Regions from separate parts of the Mus musculus genome. Here all the other regions are linked to region 3. Evidence: chromatin contacts called from public HiCAR-type and promoter capture Hi-C data. All regions are on one chromosome and are shown on one strand. The core of a region is the stretch at or near the end of the contact, and the rest is flanking DNA. Distances in the headings are between cores, read along the strand shown.

Evidence for each region. Promoter capture Hi-C pulls out the DNA fragments that hold promoters and counts their contacts. HiCAR-type assays count read pairs that join an accessible place to other places. Capture Hi-C pulls out chosen DNA fragments and counts their contacts.
Region 1: a HiCAR-type map of astrocytes shows a contact between it and region 3, with 6 times the contacts expected there. The contact joins the promoter of Chac2 here to the promoter of Ppp4r3b in region 3. A contact is called at or near these places in 1 of 39 promoter capture datasets (pre-B cells), 2 of 484 Hi-C or Micro-C datasets (B cells and CD4 T cells) and 2 of 115 datasets of contacts at active chromatin or transcription factors (astrocytes and large pre-B cells).
Region 2: a promoter capture Hi-C map of second pharyngeal arch cranial neural crest shows a contact between it and region 3, with 10 times the contacts expected there. The contact joins the enhancer-like site here to the promoter of Ppp4r3b in region 3. A contact is called at or near these places in 10 of 39 promoter capture datasets (the 3T3-L1 cell line, cranial neural crest, embryonic stem cells and 6 more) and 10 of 115 datasets of contacts at active chromatin or transcription factors (astrocytes, embryonic forebrain, embryonic hindbrain and 5 more).
Region 4: a promoter capture Hi-C map of stem cell-derived epiblast-like cells shows a contact between it and region 3, with 2.7 times the contacts expected there. The contact joins the enhancer-like site here to the promoter of Ppp4r3b in region 3. A contact is called at or near these places in 7 of 39 promoter capture datasets (3T3-L1-derived adipocytes, HPC-7-derived erythroid cells, cranial neural crest and 4 more) and 3 of 115 datasets of contacts at active chromatin or transcription factors (embryonic forebrain, large pre-B cells and microglia).
Region 5: a contact with region 3 is called in a promoter capture Hi-C map of liver, with 6 times the contacts expected there. The contact joins the promoter of Erlec1 here to the promoter of Ppp4r3b in region 3. A contact is called at or near these places in 6 of 39 promoter capture datasets (the C10 cell line, frontonasal cranial neural crest, hippocampal neurons and 2 more), 2 of 484 Hi-C or Micro-C datasets (CD4 T cells and LSK cells), 2 of 115 datasets of contacts at active chromatin or transcription factors (bone marrow-derived macrophages and large pre-B cells) and 2 of 9 other capture datasets (adipose tissue and liver).
Region 6: a contact with region 3 is called in a HiCAR-type map of astrocytes, with 5 times the contacts expected there. The contact joins the promoter of Gpr75 here to the promoter of Ppp4r3b in region 3. A contact is called at or near these places in 3 of 39 promoter capture datasets (hippocampal neurons, liver and pre-B cells) and 2 of 115 datasets of contacts at active chromatin or transcription factors (astrocytes and embryonic forebrain).

Annotation. Positions count from the first base shown.
Region 1 is chr11:30,984,965-30,988,060 of GRCm38.p6, reverse strand. It overlaps Chac2 (ChaC, cation transport regulator 2), which reads left to right and starts at 1,696. Exons shown (of 3, transcript NM_026527.3): 1 at 1,696-1,949. The coding sequence starts at 1,815. All of the region lies in intron 1 of Asb3 (ankyrin repeat and SOCS box-containing 3), which reads right to left.
Region 2 is chr11:27,220,028-27,223,383 of GRCm38.p6, reverse strand. No RefSeq gene overlaps it. Among named protein-coding and RNA genes, the nearest start is that of Gm25387, 97 kb to the left of the region's middle. Within about 2 kb of position 1,278, at least 9 of the 459 cell types and tissues checked have an H3K27ac peak or open chromatin away from gene starts, as enhancers often do. A contact at or near this core is called in embryonic stem cells and second pharyngeal arch cranial neural crest, where this site is marked.
Region 3 is chr11:29,171,613-29,175,043 of GRCm38.p6, reverse strand. Ppp4r3b (protein phosphatase 4 regulatory subunit 3B) reads right to left here and starts at 2,068. Exons shown (of 16, transcript NM_134034.3): 1 at 1,597-2,068; 2 at 316-371. The coding sequence starts at 1,738.
Region 4 is chr11:30,798,215-30,801,457 of GRCm38.p6, reverse strand. The region is part of intron 3 of Psme4 (proteasome (prosome, macropain) activator subunit 4); the gene reads right to left. Among named protein-coding and RNA genes, the nearest start is that of Psme4, 28 kb to the right of the region's middle. Within about 2 kb of position 1,782, at least 10 of the 459 cell types and tissues checked have an H3K27ac peak or open chromatin away from gene starts, as enhancers often do. A contact at or near this core is called in stem cell-derived epiblast-like cells, where this site is marked.
Region 5 is chr11:30,952,340-30,955,466 of GRCm38.p6, reverse strand. Erlec1 (endoplasmic reticulum lectin 1) reads left to right here and starts at 1,336. Exons shown (of 14, transcript NM_025745.3): 1 at 1,336-1,553; 2 at 2,791-2,895. The coding sequence starts at 1,392. It overlaps Asb3 (ankyrin repeat and SOCS box-containing 3), which reads right to left and starts at 1,069. Exons shown (of 10, transcript NM_023906.3): 1 at 898-1,069.
Region 6 is chr11:30,883,901-30,887,088 of GRCm38.p6, reverse strand. It overlaps Gpr75 (G protein-coupled receptor 75), which reads right to left and starts at 1,731. Exons shown (of 2, transcript NM_175490.4): 1 at 1,547-1,731. It also overlaps a transcript of Erlec1 not described here.

The DNA of each region.
Region 1 (3,096 bases), core at 447-2,946, 1.8 Mb before region 3:
TAAATGGGCAATCGCCCAACATTTCTAGACTTATTCCTCCATAAAGAATCAGAATGGTTGAAGTGAGAAATAGCACTAACTCAACAGATGATAGTATTTCTTAGAATGTTTGACCTCTTGGAGAGATGCATTAAACAAGTTTCTCCCCAGAAAAATGCAAATCCAAGCCAAATTTTCTACAGTTTAAGTAGTAACTGCTTCAACACTTTCAAAAGTCTGTATTTGAGTTCAGTGTTTGGAACCTTTATCTAGAGTGTGTATTTTAAAAATCCCTATAACTTAGGAGGAATTTTTTTTTTGCTTCCTTACTATTTATATCACTATAGCAACATTTAGGACATCAGCTTGCTTTTCAGTGGGGTGCCAATCAAAGACAAAAAACAAAGCTCTGTTCTTTTTGGGGGGAGGGAGTGTATATATATCACTTAATTTTCAATTTTTGAGAAATTCAAATACATAAAATATTATAATCTTAAGAATACAAAGAACACAACCCAAAGGAAGACTAAGAAAATATGTTTCCCAATAGTCAACAGTGGTTCTACATATTTTCCCACTAGTGTTTTTATCTAAAATTTAAGGTGTCCTGCCATAGTTCTGCAAGAATAGAACTGTCTGATGGGGAGGCAATGAAAATACTTAAGAGTTAAGAAGGAAATCCAGGAAAAACAATACATTTTAAACTAAATATAAGAATTCTCCTCAACCATCCAAATTAAGTGTTCAGTAAAGAATATTCATTATCCTCAAAGTTTCTTATTAAACAAAACAGCAGCCATTCACCTGAGAAAAGAAAAGGATTCTATAAGCAGCACTGTAAAAGCCACTGGTGAAGTAATGTAATGGGAGAGTGCACCTGCTCGTCTCTGAGCCTCCGAGATTAAGACTGAACAAACTGTTCTTTGAAGTTTAAATAAGTGGTAGGTTTCAAAAGTGAGAAAAATGGCTGAGGTGCCTACTTAACATCATAATAGGCACTGACTGCCAAGTTCTTCCTGCATCCTTCGGTCCTGATCTATTTCAGGACCCTCCTGCTGGCATACCCCAACCCCTACTCTAAACTTTTCCATCCCTAGGGCTGGGCTGACCTTCTAGCAGCAGCCCTTTCCTATATAATCCAACCAAATCCCTTTTGAGCCTCCAGGCTGCTGCACCTAGTCCCTCTCTCTCATCTTTCTTTCCCTCCCTCTTCTCACATGGCACAGCTCAGTTTGGTCCTGCCCACTGTGAACTGTTCCAGATGTCTCTTACTGTATAAAAACCTCTCTCCTTCATCATGCTTAAACAGTCCCGTTCTTCCCCCCCTCCCCCCAATCTGATAAGCAACTTCCATTAGAATCCAGTTGCTTTTTCACACACATAAAACTACTGTTTTGCTTCTATTTAAAAGCAAAGGACACAGGACTTGGTCATACAGATATTATACTTCCGGGATCTGCCACTCTGGCTGCTGTTTGATGTGGGCAGCTAGCCAATTTTCAAAGCACAACAAAATGACTACGTGCTAATTGTGGTGCCCTATAAGACAGGAGTCCTGCCTTTTCTCCTCTTTCAATTCTCACTAGAAAAAAAGGTGGGAGGGGTGCTGCTCCAACTCGAGAGTCGTAAAACTCTAAAGAATTGTGGGTAATGTAGTCCCCTGCCTCCCATTCCCTACCCCCACCCCTCCCGCACCATAGAAGCTCTGAAAACCCAGTGTGCTTTGCGCCGCACATCAGGCGAAGCCAGAGCGCCTGGCACTGCCCCAGCAGCCGGTTACTCCCCTCGGTAGCAGTCTCGTTCTGAAGTCCGAGTGCCGGTCAGGGTCCAGAAAGATGTGGGTGTTTGGTTATGGGTCCCTCATCTGGAAGGTGGACTTCCCCTACCAGGACAAGCTGGTTGGTTACATCACAAACTACAGTCGGCGCTTCTGGCAAGGTAGCACGGACCACCGCGGGGTCCCAGGCAAGGTAAGGAGCCAGCGCCTCATGCCCACCTACCCAGCAGAGCACTGGAACAGGATAAAGCTCTCAACTTCATTGGCCACCTGCCCTTGCCTCTCTCAAGAAGTGGATATCCTTAGGCCGCTTCAGAAGCCAGTAATTAGTTTCTAAAGCAGAAAGCACGGGCACAGGGAGCTCGCCCAAGGCTGAAGTGGCCAGGACAGCACCCTTATCTTGGCAACCTCTGCCACCCCACAAAATAATAAAGTTGAATTTTCATGTCACCACATGGTCAGTGTGTAAATTCGTTGATATGTCTATATTATGCCAGGTTTTTACTGGTCTGAATTTATATGTGCCTGTAAATTTCCAATTTATGTTTCCAATGTTTTAGTTTTAAAATGCCTAAGATCATGAAAGAACTAGTTTCCAGTCATTCCAATTTTTATGCCCATGGTGATTTTTTGATTGAGAGGTATAAGCAAAGTTATGTGAGGTTTGCAGTTCGTTCTGAGTAATGAATTGAAAATCTCCATTATTTGAATGTTCCTTCTCCATAGTTCTCTTGAATTATTAATGTAAATACAAATCATTGGATCTGTTTTTCAGTTCGGTCATATAAAGCATTCAGCTCTCCAGGGGTTCAGAGTGTTAGAAGCAGCTCACTATTTGCCTTGGCTACAAAAAAAAAAAAAAAAAAAAAAAAAAAATCTGTGGAAAAAAAAAGTTAAACAAGTATGAACTAGTAACTTGTTTGGTTAATATCTAACCTTTGGTTTTGAATGTTCCTGTGTTCTCCAACATACTCTTAAAATTAGCCTAGTCTGCTGGTACAAAATTGTAATCCAAAAGAATATCACAAGTTCAATACTGGCCTGGACCTCAAGCTCAGAAACAAGTCTGGGAATATAGCTTAGTAGTAGAGTTCTTACCTAGTGCATGCAAGGCCCTGCCCGAGTTCAATTCCCAGCACCATTTTTAAAAAATACTCTAAAGCATAATATTCTGAAATACTGGAAACCAAGTATCAGAAGAGATTTTAGGAAAGGGAAAGATCACAGTGTGTACCTGCTCAAAAGATACAGGCTTTAAATCAGGAAGAGCATCTGAGGTAGAACCATTCTAACTACAGTTTGTCAATTTAGAATTAAGGTAGACTTTCCTGGCCTGGTGG
Region 2 (3,356 bases), core at 29-2,528, 2.0 Mb after region 3:
TGGGGGACTTTTGGGATAGCATTGGAAATGTAAATGAAATAAATACCAAAAAAAAAAAAAAATGAATAGAAATAGTCCAGGAGTTACTAGCCTCAGGCATATTTCCTCAACAAGTATATAAAGCAGCCACATTCTTTAAATTATCACAAGAACAGTTTCTAGACCACCTAGCAATGTTATTCAGGTTTACCTCCTCTATCTTCAGCACCATTGTCTTTTATGTTCCTCCTAAGATGGCCCATTTATCATGCTTAAAACATTCAACTAGTTTTCTAGCCCAAAGTCCCAAAGTCTTCAGCATTCCTTAAATAAATAGCATGGTCAGACCTACCACAGCAATAACCTGATCTCTAGTACCAGTTTCTGTCTTAGTAGTCTATTGCTGTGAAGAGACACTATGTCCACAGCAACTCTTATAAAAAGAAAGCATTTAAGTGAGCTTCCTTCATGTTTCAAAGGTCTAGTCCATTTTCATCATGGCAAAAATCATAGAGTCATACAAACAGACATAGTGCCAGAGAAGTAGCTGAGAGTTCCATATCCTGATAGCTGGCAACAGGAAGAGAGAGACACTGGACCTGGCTTGTGATTTGAAACCTTAAAGTCCAACCTTCAATGACACACTTTCTCGAACAAGGTAGTATCTGCTAATCTTGCTCAAGTAGTGCCACGTCCTATTGAACAATTATTCTAATCTATGAGCCTATAGGGGCCATTCTCATTCAAACCACTACACACAGTGAAACAGAGGGGGGCAGAAATGGAACTTATGCAGAAACCAAGGGTTTCAGGCAGCCAACAAAAGACATGGAATAGGGAACCTACCTCAAGGAATCTTGAGAGTGTAAGACACTGACCTTTTGTCAATGGTACTTACTTTGAGATGCCCAAAGAGATATGCAGATCTATGCAAAACAAAGAGGTTTATTTTTGGGTATATCAGGGTCGACCTTCAATTAGTCCATCAAGGCAAGTTACTAAGAAAGTGACCCCAAACAACTATTATGAGCAGTTTTTATATTTTTTAGGTTCACAGGTTTCATCAGCAAGGTTATAGTTCAAACTTGTTGTCTAAGCATATAGACCTTTAAATCTATTGGCTAGCAAGCATGACAGGCATTTGAACTCTACCTGAGACTTTCCAGAGGCTCAAGTAATTATCAGTCAGTACATTCTGAGATTGTTTTACTCAGGAATGTTCCTGTGGGTGGAGAATGGAACTTGGACTAGCCTTGACTCCAGGCAGGAGGGGGAAGTGTTAAGGAGGGTGTGGGACTGGAAAACCCCTTAGGGTCCCTCAAGGAAATCAACACAGCTGACATCCTAATGGTGAGCTTCAGAATGTCTGTAATGAGAGAATAAATTCCTGTTGGTTTAAGCTGTGAGGAGTGCGGCAATTTGTTAAGGTATATACAGGAGATTTGTGCTGAAGGAAGGGAAACAGCATCGTGACAGAACACAAGCCTTGATGCATAGCAATTTCAGTTCATGATAATCTGGAGATTCAACCTGGGTAGCAGCTCAGATGTCTTCTGACAAGCTATAAAAATCAGATTTTGTGGCAAGAAAGGAGGATCACTGAATATCAGTATGATTTCTGTGTTGGGATGGAAATAAAAGACAAAAAGTCTGACAAAGAAACTGTCATAGTAGCTTAAGAGAGAACAGCTGGAATAATGATTGACATCAGGGCTTGAAAACAAAAGAGCAGAAATAAATAACATAATAGATAGATAGTGTCAGCACAGGAAGTAGTTTGTGGCTGTTGCTATTCCAGAGAAAATAAGCAGGGATTTGTACTTTAATGTTTCAAAGTAGCAAATTGTCTGGTTTATATATCGCTCCAACTGGCAAGCGGCACTTGCTGTTTGTAAAATATAAAGAATCATAAAATTCTACAAAGTTGTTATGAGAGACCAAATCTTTTTTGATTTTTTTAAAAAAAGATTTATTTATTTATCTATTTAAAATCTATTTATCTATCTATTTATTTATTTATCTATTTATTTAATGTATATGAGTACATCATTGCTTTCTTCAGACACACCGGAAGAGGGCATCAGATCCTATTACAGATGGTTGTGAGCCAACACTTGGTTTCTGGGAATTGAACTCAGGACCTCTGGAAGATCAGTTGCTGAGCCATCTCTCCAGCCCCGAGAGACCAAATCTTAAATTCAGACTTCATTTCAGAAAACTTGAACTCAGGTAAACTAAAAGGCATTAGTTTTCAATTTACTCCCCAACAAAACCTAGAAACTCCAGTTTCTATAGCTAATCCCCAACAAATCCAGCATTTCCAGGTTAATTTCAACAACCCTGTCCCCCTGACTAATAACCATCAACACAAAGAGAAGTGAAGTGAAGTTTATGGTTTGACTCCCAGTATCAGTCAGTTTACACTAAAGGACATGGTAGCTCTCCAGTTAGATGCTTGCCAGGCTAGAAACACCCACTGGCCTCTTGCTGCTTTCTATAAAACTTTAGATATTCCCTACTCCTTTCTACCAAATTTGTTCCACATGTTGGCAGTGGCCTGGGGAACCTGAGCTAGTGGAATAAAGATCCTGCTGTGATTTGCATCAGATCAGCTCCTGTCCACTTTGGGGGGTTCACTAATACAACAGTTAAACTATTTGTTACACACTTACCTTTTTATATACGTAATATCTTCCTTTACCGTCTTTCCTTGAAAAATATTAGTGATTGTTTTCTGCCAAACAACTGCTGCAGATTTTTTTCTATGCCCCCTGTGCCCCCTGAGAGGCGTTGATGAGTTTTGGCATGGAGTATGCTGCTTGATTCTACTGGAGCTCTCACAGAGGTGCTCTTAGCTTGAATTGTATTATTCATAGAATTTCAGATGAAGTACTTTCTCTAAATTACAGAACACGAAAATACTGGCATGGATATGTGTCTTCCATGCTCTCATGGCTTGCCTTGCTCGCAGCATTTGCTGCAAATGATTTATGGGTATTTATATGCTAGAGAATTAAGGAGAAAACCCTATTTCTTTATTTTATAGTTTTTATCTTAAAATACACAAAAATTTCAAGTTGACATTTATTTGACGAAAAAGATTGGATTTTTAAAAATGACTGCAGAAATGTAATTCTATTTTATTTTTATAGCAAAATTCACAGGGGAGGGAGGGTAGAGAAAGGTAAACAGGAAAAAACAGTTTGGGGGGGGTGGCTCTATTTCATTGTATTGCTTTGGAAACACTGCCATCTAGTGGATATATATAATAATGTATTACTATGCGGATCTGGATGTCAGAATTCACTGTAATTGCTTAATGAAGACTAATTACAGAGACAGAAAAAAAAAATAAAGAGAATTTCTAGCAATTGAAA
Region 3 (3,431 bases), core at 819-3,318:
TAAGCCATTTCTTTCAAATGTGACTTAGAACAAAAGGTTTAGTGCATATAGAACAGACCTGGCTTACTTTAAAGATCAAAGAATACATTGTATTGCAATACAAACAGTGGCTCAATTAAAAACCAACATTAAATCACCAATATAAAAACTGCTTTTCAGTCTGAAACTCTCAAACTGAAGGAAAATATATATGGTTCCTAATTTTAGTTACCAAACTTTTTTTCTTGTCTGGAAAATATTCCCATCTTTGTCACATAAATAATACATCCTGGATCACAGATGAAGTTTTCAAATTAAAGATAAACAACTACTTGCCTGCTGTTTCTGATATGCAGTGTTTGGATTTATCTTTGACTCTAAGAGTAGCGATCCTGAAAGAGTAAAAAAAAAAAAAGTCTGAAATTATAAAACCTTCAGTAGCACACATCTAGTAAGCATTTCATGTCTTCTCACCAGATGAACATCTGAAGCTACAAATGTATTTTAATTCATATTTTCTAAATAAAGACTACATGGTTAACTTAGACTGTTTCATCCTACCTCCATATGTCCTCAGAAGGAAGGAAATGTGAAATCAATATTCAGACTATGAGGTAACTAAAACCTTTAAGGTCTAATTGACCATTTGAAGACTAAACTTTAACAAAAGCTGTTTCACTGAATTTCCTGTCTAACAAAACAAATTACAAGGACCCCAGAGAGACTTACCATACAAATGATATTTATCCTTTTCCTTTGACAAACCCTCCTCTTCATAATGTAGAAATAAATGCCTCTTAACTCCTAATGAGGGACTCTGCACTAGTACAACATTTGCCCAAAATGATCTAAGATTGCTATTCTTTTATTTCTTGAATGCATTAGCTGTTCCAGTTGGGCAGCTCTTGAGTATATATAAGTAGTAGCTTTTTTATTATGGCTGTCAGTTTTTAATATTAAAATGGTTTCTATGAATTCTGCAATCAACAAATACAACTTCACAGTCCGCTTTAGTTTTCTAACTTGCCGAGATTGTGGAACCCACTTTTTCACTCCCTACAACGGCAGCCTTGGAGGGATCAATCAATAAATATGTACGTGCTTGTGTGTTTCGTGGCAACAGTCTGTAGTAACTCCAAGAGAAAGTCCGTTTTAGTTTTCCCCAGCACCTGGCGATTGGAACAACTGAAACTTGTTTTTAAGGCAGAGTTTCTCTAAACCTTTTATGCTACATAGGTACAACCGACAGGACTGTACCTAAAGCGGCTCGGGAGTCGGGGGTCATCTCATGGGCGATATTCCTACCTGGTCTTCTACTGACTTCCCACTCATACATTCTAAACCTCAACTACCGGGTTGGGATGGGGGGGTGGGGGGGGGGGGAGAAGGAGTCAAATCCTCAATAGGGATGGAGGCGGAGAACTGCGAGTTCACGTCTGACAGAGAGTAAATCCAGGCCCAGCAGTTTGTTTTTATCGTAAAGAAGGGCAGGCTCAAGACCAATGCGCTGTCCCTAGTGGTGCTAGTCAGAATACAGTACCGGAGCGCAGCGCTTAACCCTCAGGTTGTGCCGCAACCGATGCACTATCCCCTACCCCACCGTTCCAATACCCTTACCGTCGGACTCGGCACGAACCAGCAGCGACATCCCCTTGAGCTCCTCTACGTAAGTGGAGGAGACGTGCCCGGTGCCTCGGTCGTCCCATTGCCGGTCTTCGTTAAGGGTATAGACCTTCACTCGCCTCCGTGTATCCGACATGGTGGCTTCTGGCCCCACCGTTCCAGCCGCCACCTCCTCGCTCACCTCGCCGGTATCCCTCACTCTTGAGAGCCGGTAGTGGCGGCAGCGGCGGTGGTGGCAGCGACTCTGGAGAGGCCCGAGTTTACCATGGCTCTAAAGGTTTAGCCGCGAGAAGGGGTGACCAGAGCCACCGAGAGCCCTCCGCTCGTGGTCTCCGCTACCCCTCCCTTCACCGCGGCGCACAACCACTCTCCCTTCCTTTTGCGTCCCGGAGCTCGCTCGCTCTCCCGCTGCCGCCGCCCGCCGCGGTTACTACTACAGATCCGCCATCTTGTAACCCGACTCTCTGCCTTTCTCTTCCTCTTCCAGCAGGTTCGTACGGGCTGCCCTAGCAGGGGCTACGGCGGCCGACGAGCCCAACGCACAGTACCTTTACCTCCGAACACACTTCCGGAGAGTCAGACCTCGGCGATCTCGCGAGGAGTGCGCCGCCGAGGTGAGCCGGCCAAGGAGGGACTTCCTCCTCTTTCGGCCCCGCTTCCTGATTCGGGAATCTCAGTTGGGCGGGGAAGTCCCGCGAGCTTTTCTACCTGCGCCGGGAGGAAGCGTGTGTAGAAGGTTGCCTTGGCGATGGAGTTGCCGAGTTGTTCTTCGGGATTTGTAGGGCTGATGTTGGTCATGTGGCGGGTTGTCAACTCTGGACTTGCTCTCAGCAGAACAGAGCCAGGCTGAGAAGTCCGAATGCGTGCACAGGACTAGAGTGAAGCCAAGTGTAGGGACTCAGGCTGACAGCCCGAAAAGGACTGAGACGGGGTGAGGGTGTTCGAGTCATTCGTGAAGACGATGGGAGGTCGAGCCTTCACCCACTAAAATCCGTTATAGAATCTGCGAGGCTTCTGCCGGGAAGGTGTTCCATGGCCACGATGAGCAGTGGGCGATCTAATGTTCCACAAACGCGTTGACAGTTCCTATTTCCCGCCGAAGCGTTCTTCCGTTAGCCGGGTACCACGGACCATTAAAAGGTTCAGAGAGACCGGCGGCAGCGACGAGGCAAGCACAGGCGTACAGCCTCACAATCCTCGGGGAGCTCTCAGCTTCATGTGCCGCAAGAACGGTTTCCAGCGTGAAGTTAACGTCGCTCAGAGCGTGACGCTCGCCCGAAGGCATCCGCTCCCAGCGTAGTTCTGCCGCCTCTCCGTTCTCTTATATGGTCCCTCAACTCTTGGCTCTAACCTGAAAGGTGAACACGGGGCAGGTGCACATGTTGATCCCGCGGTGTATTTCGGGAGTTGTAGTCATCACCATGCTTGTCAAAGTGTGCTTATGATTTGACGAGGTTAGGCGGCAACTCATGTTTAAAAGGGTGTCTTATGTACATAGTCGCTTGATTGAAAAGGATTTCAAAATTTGAACTATCATTGCGATTCTTTAAATGTATGAGGGACCAAGAAAATTAGCCTGGTCTGCTGTCATTTGCCTGTAACGACTGCATATGGAAATTGCAGCCTATGGTATGTAACAGGATTCTGCCTATGATAAAAGGACGTGAATCACTATACATAAGTCCCTGATAATCTGTGACTGATATGGACAAAATGTACTTTGAACCAGGGAAAATATGACTTGTTTGGGGAAGGCCATAGAAAGCTTTCCAGAGTCAGTGTTTTAGCCCAATGTTAGAGGACACCCAAGGATTTGTCTAAGCATCCTT
Region 4 (3,243 bases), core at 533-3,032, 1.6 Mb before region 3:
TTCATATAAAAATCAATTCCAACCGATCTTCCACATAAGGCCTGTACCATGGAATTTATGCTCTTTATTCAGAAAAGGGTACAATCTCTCTAACCTGTGATATCTGTATAGTGACCTTTTGTGATTCTTGTAATCTCTCAAGATGAAGGGAACAATGTTTCTGTTTAAAAATAAAATAAAAGGTTAAGGCTAGATGCTAATAATTTTTAGAGGGAGTGAGTAATCACTACTTAAGTTCCAATTGTTGGGAATTTATAATACTAAACTGGTAACTCAAACTGTTCATGGTTTTAAAGTGATCTACAGAGTGATTAAGCTTTAGATGGAGTTTCTCACACCCCATTTTCTCTTAAAAATGGTAGTTCATTTACAAAAGGCAGCCATGGGTACACAATGCTTCAGGTTGAACCTAAGAGTCAGACAAATCTGAATTTGAAAATCAAGTCATTGTTCCTAAGAATATAGTATTACAGCTTAGTACTTTTTATCATGGCAAATACCTACCCTCTCATAAAGCTATTTTAAAATTAACTGAGATAATATATTGAAAGCTGTTGGGTAGCTCGGAATTATTTATTAGGCATCACAGCAAATATTAACAACTATTAATTCATGCTTTGCAAAAAGCATTGTACGTGCAACTTCACAGAAACAAAAACTTGTGCACCTTTTACTGCTACAGCAATTTTCCTGCCTATCAATCATGAATTTATGATTCAGGATATAATACCCAGATGAGAAATTTCTTTTCATCACCTTACTATTCTGTACAAAAGTGAATTCTTAAGCTCTTGTTCCAGTTTGAGCCTCATGTAAATTTTTCTCTACACTTCAATTTCCTCATGATGGCACTAATGCTCTCTGATTGTTCCAAGGCAGGACAAGAGAGTCAACCATTTCTGTTCCCAGTTACTAAAAAGTGAATTTCAAAGTCATGGAGGCTGTAACCTGACTCTCCTAGTTCTTTATAACTATCAAGATAAGATTAGCTTTTCTTTTATTTTAAAAAAATTTTAAAGAATCATTTATTTATTTTATGTGTATGAATGTTTTGTCTGCATGTATATGTGCATCACTACATGCCTGGTGACTATGGAAGTCAAAAGCTGGAGCTACATACAGATGGTTGTGAGTCACCATTGTAGGTACTAGGAATCAAATCCATGTCCTGTGGAAAAAGAGGCAGTGCTCTTAAACACTGAGTCATGCCCAAGATTCACTTGTAAACCCCCCCCAACACATGACACATTCAAAATAAAAATAATCCCAGAAATATTCATAGATTCAACTGAACTAAAATTTCTGTCAGACTAACTCTATTTGCTTTTTTTAACATATGAATTGGAAAACAACAATAATGGTGCATTCCTTCTTTCCCTGCCTTAAACTCCTAATTAAATAGTATTCTTTTTTCCCCTAACAATGTATTAAGTCAGTTTTACCTTCTTTCTAAATCTAAACAAACTCATCTTTAGCCAATCAAACATTTTTCATTACCCATCTTTCAAATCTCACACCACTCTGTTAAATGTCACTTTTACAGCCATTAAGATTACTTCATCAGTTACACAGAAGAGACACCATCATCACCATGGAGGCAATGGTAGCACTAACTTTTCATTAAAATTAAAGCATTTTTCTAAAATAAATGTTACTGTAATCACCCTTCCTCTCATGTAAATTTAGCATGATTACTTGAACAATCTGAACTATTCTATGTATGTCCCAGGCAGGGGACGGGATACCCAAGGAGGCCTGAAGAGGGCAGCAGATGCCCTAGAGCTGGAGTTACAGGTGCTAAAAGCCTAACTTGGATCTTCTGAAGAAACATATTCTTTTAATTGCTGAGCCCTTTCTCCTCATAATGTTCCTCAAATGCTGTTTTAGAAATCAATGCAATTCAGTGTTTACTGATGAAATAACTGGTGAAAATGACTTACTGACAGTTCATTGGGGGAATGACTTTCTTCATTTTATTAACTATTAAATTTTGGGTCCAGATCATTAATGAGTAATAAGAAACCCCAGAGTAGAATATGTTATTTCCATGTTGTAAACAGGTAAAGGTAAGAATAAAAGACTTATGTGATCATAAATTGCCCTTTGTAAACCAAGTGTATTGACACATGCAATTCCAGCCCTAGGGAAGCAGTAGCAGAGGAACTGTGAGTTTGAGGCCACTGAGCTATATATAGCAAGACCTGTAGTGGAAGGGGTTGATTCCCTAATTGGTTCTTGATTGTGTCAATAAAGGAGGGAAAAGTCACTTGCTGAATGAAGGGAAAAAAAGGTGGGATTTCCAGGTCCTAGGAGGAAGAGAAGGGACACAGAGAAAAAGGATTCAGACCAGGCTTTGGAGCAAGGGGGAAGCTACAGACATGTAGGTCTTGGGGCCCCTAGAGTTTGCAGTCTCCGCCTACACAATGAGTAGGGGCCAAGGAAGATGGAGGGAGCTAGTTTTAAAAAACGGCCAGCTGGCCCTTGCTGGAGCTGAGTGAGACCAGTGGTGACTGATCACAGAGCCTAGCCTGGAGAGTGGCAGGCAGAGCTCCTGGAAAGGCAGAAGTTTGATTTTTAAAAAATTGCACCCAAAAAGACCTGTCTCAAAAAACAAAAACAACAAAAGCAAATGACCCTTTGTTGAATCAATAGAGGAAGCCAGGCTAGGGTAGATATCAGTGGTACAACACTTACTTAGCAAGTCAAATCCCTGGGCTCAATTGCTAACAACCACAAATGGTAATGGGATAGAGATACACAGGTAATCAAAAACTAAGTACCAAGCCAGGTGTGGTGGCAGGACTGTTGGGAGCTGGAGGCCAGCCTAGGCTACACAACAAGACCCTAGTCCTTCCCCCTCAAAAAAAAAAAAAAAAAAAAAGTAAAAAAAAAAAAGTAAAGAAAGGAAAACAATTTTTTCCTACACGCATATACACTATGAAAAATAGTATGCATGGTAGCCTTAAAATATATAGAGGAAAAACACTTAAAAAGGAAAAATACTTAAAATGTCCTTTTACAAGAACATTAAGTTGTGACAAGACATGAATAGGAAACAGGAGTCAAAAATACAATTTTGTATTTTGTACTAAATTAAAAACTCTACTAGGTCAGGTGAGGTGGTGCATTCCTTTGTCCCAGTACCCAGGAGGCAGAGGCAGACATTTCTCTGAGTTCAAAGCCAGCCTGGTCTGCATAGTGAGTTCTAGTACAGACAGGACAACATGGAGGCCTTGTTTTAAA
Region 5 (3,127 bases), core at 87-2,586, 1.8 Mb before region 3:
TACTATCGCTTTGGGGAAGGGATAAAATGGTTTTTTTTTTTTTATTACTGTATAATGAGAAAGTAAGAAACAACTGAGAGAAGTGAGACAATTTTCCTGATCAGATGTAGACTCCATGGATATCAGTAATCCATGTAATTCAGATGTCCTCCTTAAAGCCCCACCTTAATTCACCTTTTGCATGGTGGGCTGTATTTGCTCTATGGCTCCCTTCCTTCTGCCAACAGTAAGAATAAGTTCATTTAGTCTAAATTTGAATTGAGTCTAAGTCTCTTCTCCCAGTGGATTTTAACACCACAACATGGGCAGTCCTTACCAAATGTTCTATGGCAAACACTGTAAAATTATTACACAGGAGATGAAAAAAAATGTGGACATTATTTTCTTTTTTCAAGAAGGGGACAAAAACCAAAACTTTCTGTCTATATTCAGTCTGCTGTAACTTGATTCATAACTTCACATTCACCTGGCTCTGGCCTTGACATAAACTTTCTGGACTTAAGTAAAATAACAACAGTCCAACACTTGAGTCAAGGGAGGGAAAACTTCTCCTGAAGTAAAAATGCAGGACTGTACGCGCCTAGCCACCCAACAAATCTATGCCAAAGTCGAAGGACGTGGCAGGTGTCACTGGGGGTGTCCCCAAACACACAGCATCTGAGACAGACGTGACAACAGTCGCCATCAAAAGAAACTAAGAGAAGCTTCTGGAGAGAAGATGGAGAGTGCAAATAGCAAAAGACTGGAGGGTAGGCAGCTCAGTCGGAACTGTAAGTTCTACTTCGACTCTGCACAGCTCGGTTCTCTACTTGCTTTCTGAGAGCGGGCCGCCGCCCACTCACCCCCAAATCCCGAGAGTCCCTAGCGGCTGGACTGAGCGCGCGGGCCAGGACTCACCTGGCCGGGCCGCTTCGTCCAAGCGCCGTCTCCAGACCCGTTCAACCGGCGTCAGTCCCGGGCCTCTGCGTTTGAGTCCAACCGCTAGGATGCTACAGCAGCAACGCAATGCAACGCGACCCAAGCGCGGGCTTCCGTAGGCCACCGACTCAACAACCCCGGATGTTGATGTGCTGCCTGCCCCGGAAGCGGTGGCCCCAAGCCCTTGTAAGGCGGAGGCGGCTTTGCCCAGCCGTCTGCAAGGAGACGTGGCGGCGGCGGTTGGGTCCCCTGCACTAAGGACGCTTTGTAGTACCTCCTCTTCTTCCTCCTCCTCCTCCTCCTCCTCCTCCTCCTCCTCCTCCTCCTCCTCCTCCTCCTCCTCCTCCTCCTCCTCCTCCTCCTCCTCCCCCTCCTCCTCCCCCTCCTCCTCCCCCCCTTCCTCCCCCTCCTCCTCCCCTCCTCCTGTTCTCCTCTGGTAGAGGAGGTTGTGACGGTGGCTGGAGGACGCGGCAATGGAGGAAGGAGACGGCGGCTTGCGGAGCCTGGTCCCCGGAGGGCCACTGTTGCTGGTTCTGTACGGTCTCCTGGAGGCGTCCGGCGGCGGCCGAGCGCTGCCCCAGCTCAGCGACGACATCCCCTTCCGAGTCAACTGGCCTGGTACCGAGTTCTCTCTGGTCAGTGCCCTCACGAGCCGCAGCCTTCTCCCCTCTTTCTGGCACGAAGCATTCGGGCCAGCCCTCGATTCCTTAGCTTTTTCTTCCAGAACCTTTTTTTCCCAAGCATTTATCGACCCCAAGCCTAAGTGTGTTCGTTCATTCATTAATTCGTTTAGCACACTAAGTGGATATGCCCTCCATACTAACTAGGAGATCAGCGGTCACTTCATCTCCCTCCTTTAAATCTCATTACGTTAGATCTGGCTTCTCTACAGCCCCACTCTGTGGAGGAAGTTTTAGAATTAACTAGCACATCACCCTACCCGCACAACCGTCCAACAGACAGGAGTCCCATCTCTATTCATTCTTTCTCTCCAACACACACTTAAAAACGACGTATACAGCTTCTGAGAATCTTTTCCCTTAAGGCATTTGAGAGGGCTATTTGGTTTGGAAGATATTAGTGAGCTTATATGCGGAATACTACTGGCCATGCAGAATAGACTAGAGGCTTGAATGTATTACCACTATTATTTAGGACTCTAGAACATGAGATTAAAAAGGATTTTATGATCGTTAATTAATGTGTATTGTGTAAAAAGGCAAGAATGAAAGAGCCAGTGGCTGTGAGGCTCCCAATGTGAGAACTGGGAACTGTACTCACCCCTCCGAGAAGAGTAATAATGTGTTTTTAATTTCTGTGGCATCTCTCCAGTCCTAGAATACGAGATTTTGGTGTATAATCTAACAAGAATGGAAATTCAGTTTTGAATGATTGTAGTGCTGAAATGTCTATCCATGTGTAACTACTACAGACAAATTTACCACACACCTAGATCTGGATTCCATTGCCAGCACCGCCAAAAAAGTAAACAAGTGCAAACTAGAACTTAAACAGATCCGCCTGCCACGGCCTCCTGAGGGCGGGGCTTAAAGGTGTGTGCCACAATGTATAGCCTCAATGTATGTATTAATTAGCATTTAAACTTCAATCTATTGCCTTACTAGTTTTCTTTTACAGCCCAAACTTTATCTTTTCTGTTAGATAGGACAACAGTATACAGTTTTTAATTTCCTCCTTATCATTTAAAGATGTTTACACTATTTTGCCTACATCTGAAAATGTGCTTTAACAATCTTCAGTAGAACTGGTCAATTTACTTGAGGAACCTTTGTTCTAAAGAGCACTGAATGTATTCAGGGTAAAGCACCTTAACTGACAAAAAATAATGTATGCTTTTGATTCTGTTTCTAGCCTACAACTGGAGTTTTGTATAAAGAAGATAATTACATCATCATGACAACTGCTCATAAAGAAAAATACAAATGTATACTTCCACTTGTGACAAGTGGGGATGAGGTATGTTTTTTATACATATATTGCTGATCTCTCTAACTAAAGATGCATTTTACAGCCTTATGATCATATATTAAAATAAGTAACAAGCGTCTCAACAGCCTTGTAGCAAAAAATATTAAATTGGGAATTTATTTTAGAAAAATTAGCAACCAGGCAAGTGTGATGTTCACACCTCTAATCTCAACACTAAGAGGTTCAGGCAGAAGAATTACCATGAATTTAAGGCCAGGCT
Region 6 (3,188 bases), core at 482-2,981, 1.7 Mb before region 3:
TGCTGTAAGATGAAATAAACCTTTTCTCCCCAAGTGGCTTTGGTCACAGTGTTTTATTATAGCAATAGAAACCCTAAGACAGGCAGACATTTGGAGTTCTGAGGATAATTTGTAGAAGTTGGCTTTCTGCTTCCATCATGTAAGTCCTTGGCATTGGTGGCAAATGCCTTTTCTGTGGAGACATCTCACCAGCTCAGAATGCTGGGTTTAAGTATACTTATTAACCATGATAAGATAGAATGAGCAGAGTATAATGACACATATCTGGGGAAGCTGAGCCAAGAGGATCAAGATTACAAAACCAGGCAGGACTAGTCTGGACTACATACATATAGTGAGACTTTTTCTCAAAATGAATTAATATACATCTGATTACAGTTGCGGAAGGATGTTGAGGTAACTGGAAGCAAGAACGAGGAACTCCTAACAAATTGCTTAGTGTCAACTCTTAGTAAAATATGGATGTGGCCTTTAATCTCAGTGTTCATGAGGCAGAAGGAGGCAGATTTCTGAGTTGGAGGCCAGCCTGATCTACACAGTAAGCTCCAGGCCAGCTAAGGCTACATAGTGACACTCTGTTGCAAAACAAATAAACAAAAAAATATGTGAAAAGCTGGATGTGGTAGCCTGTAATCTCAGTCTCTCAAGAGCATAAAGGCAGTATCACCTACTTGAAAGCCAGCCTGAGGGAAGGAGGGAGGGGGTCATGAGTAGGTGTAGGGAGGGACAGGGGGAAGAGAAGGCGGGAGGGGGGAGGGGCGATGGGTCTCTAATACTGTGCTGTTTGTTTGTTTGTTTTATTCCCATTCTAAAAGTTGACGGACTGAGGGAGCTGAAGGGCAAGACCAACAGAATCAACTAACCCGGATCCCTAGGAGCTCACAGAGATTATTAATTTTTGAAGCAAACGTTAGGACACTTACAAGTTAACTCATGACCTTGATTATTTCATTGTATTCCAACCCCAAATAAATGCCGAATTTCTTCATGGAAGGCTTTTTTTTTTTTTTTTTTTTTTTTTCCACAGCCCTCACACAAAACTAAGTTCTGTCCCATTCCCACTAATTTGAATGGATCTAGAAAAGCACGGGGAGGCTAAATAACTTGCCCAAGGTCAGTGAGATATTTCAAACCTCCCATTGTTTCTAATCACCTGAACTATCTATCCATTGAGGCTAATAGCTGATGGGGTGGGAAAGATCTGGGTCTCTGGTGGAGGGATAAGGAGTCTGTGGAGCACTGCGTACTATCGTACTATTGACTAAAGGAGTAGGAGATTGCAGGTTTATCCCCAACTGTGATTGGTAACGGGTAGGGGGCTCCCTAGAACTGGAGGAAACACAGGCCTAGGCTAGTCCAGGGATGCTTGGACTCCGCCTGGATGCAGGCAGTGGGTTGTGGTCTGTGTAGAGCTTACAGCAAGGCTGCACAGGAACACAGGTGCGCAACCTACCAGGCCAGGCCAAGCTTAGCCTTCTCCCCGCTCCCGCTCGCCTCACAACCCTGGTGTGATCCTCCCGGTCTGGGCTTGCGGCCTCTCACCTACCAGCTGGCCTCAGCGCCGCCCTTCCTCCTCCGTGTCGCAGTAGTGACCCTATCTGTGCCCGGTGGCCTGGAAGCTGCCGGGCTAGAGTCATCATCGCCATCGCTGCCGCCTCCGCGCATCCCGGGAGCCTAGGCGAGCCGGGCGCGCGGCGCAGTCACCGAACCCGGGGCGCGGCCCCTCCCTCTGACCGTGGCCGCCCCGCCTGCTCGGCACCCTCCCTGCCTGCCCGCCTCAGCCTAGTGGGAGTGCGCTCCGATATGCCAGGGCTGCCTGTGAATTGGCCACTGACCGCTGATACACAGCAAGGAAAAAATGAAAACCAGAGATGCCAGGCAGGAGGAGACAGCTGAGAGTGCCTGCGGAGAGCCTTCAAGCTGATCTCCTTGGCTTTCTAACTAGGCTGTCAGTTCCAGTTTAATAATTAAAGTCATTATGACAAATTGAATCGAACCAATTTCAACACACATATGTGTCTTAGGTCATAGTAAGTACGTGGTTGATGCAAAGTTAAAAAAACAAACAAACAGGTACTATTAAATACCGTGTTGGGTGTAAAAATCTTGAGAAGCAATAGTGTAATTCAGCTAGTCCTGTTTAAAACACCAGCATAAACCATTAGAGCGTTGCTTCTCATCTCCCAAAGTCAATATGTCTAAAACAACAAACCCACTTTAGCTTATATAAGAAACATTCCTAAGTATGTTGTTATGGGCAAACATACCCTGTTAACTCCTTCAGGATTTTAACCTGGTTAATTATGATCTTCTACTTTTCTAATCTCATCCAATACTTAAGAAATAGAGAATGCTATTCAAATGTCCCCCCCCTTTTTTTTTTTGGTTAGAAATCAAAGACTTTGATTCCATCCAGGTGAAATATTTCGTGGCACCATTGCCACTACAACCCCTTTCCGTTTTCTGTTAAGTTTCCTTTATACTTAATGTAATTAAGTATAAAATATAATAATACTAATACAATTCTATTAATTTTCCCATTTTTTACTAAGAAACATGTTGAAGGGATTTGTGAAATCCGAACTATGTTTAGGAAAAAAAATGCTCAAGAAAAACCCCCAACTAATTTTCACATAAATCATGTTCTACTCCCCAGACACTTGGCAATATACTGGTTCTAAGATGTTGTTGGTAAAGGTAACACTGGGCCCTAGAAACATTTGAAGAAAAAAAACACGAATTAGCAGTTAAGAGTGGGAATTCTGACCCAAATTATATGTCTCTCCAAATACATTAAATACTGCCTGTATAATTTCCATTTGGACATAAACGATAACAAAATGTTCAGGCTGAACTACTAGTAGCCATCAGTAGTACATACACCTGAGAGAAACCAACCTCATACTGAGAAAGACAAAGGCTCCACCAATGTTTGTGGGGTTATAAGGCAACACAAAATAATAACATGCACAAAATATGGCAGCAAGGATACTGGATAAAAACAGTGGCATACCAATAATGCAAAAGGCAAAGTCTGTAAAAGTTAATCATGGCTAACAATATGCTAGCACGTGAACAGGCAATAAACCCAGCTTTCCAGCACAATCTTATGGATGGCATGCAAAATAAGGAGCATTCTGGGAAAGTGCACATCAAGGCCAATAAAATGTCCACATTCACTGGGCAGG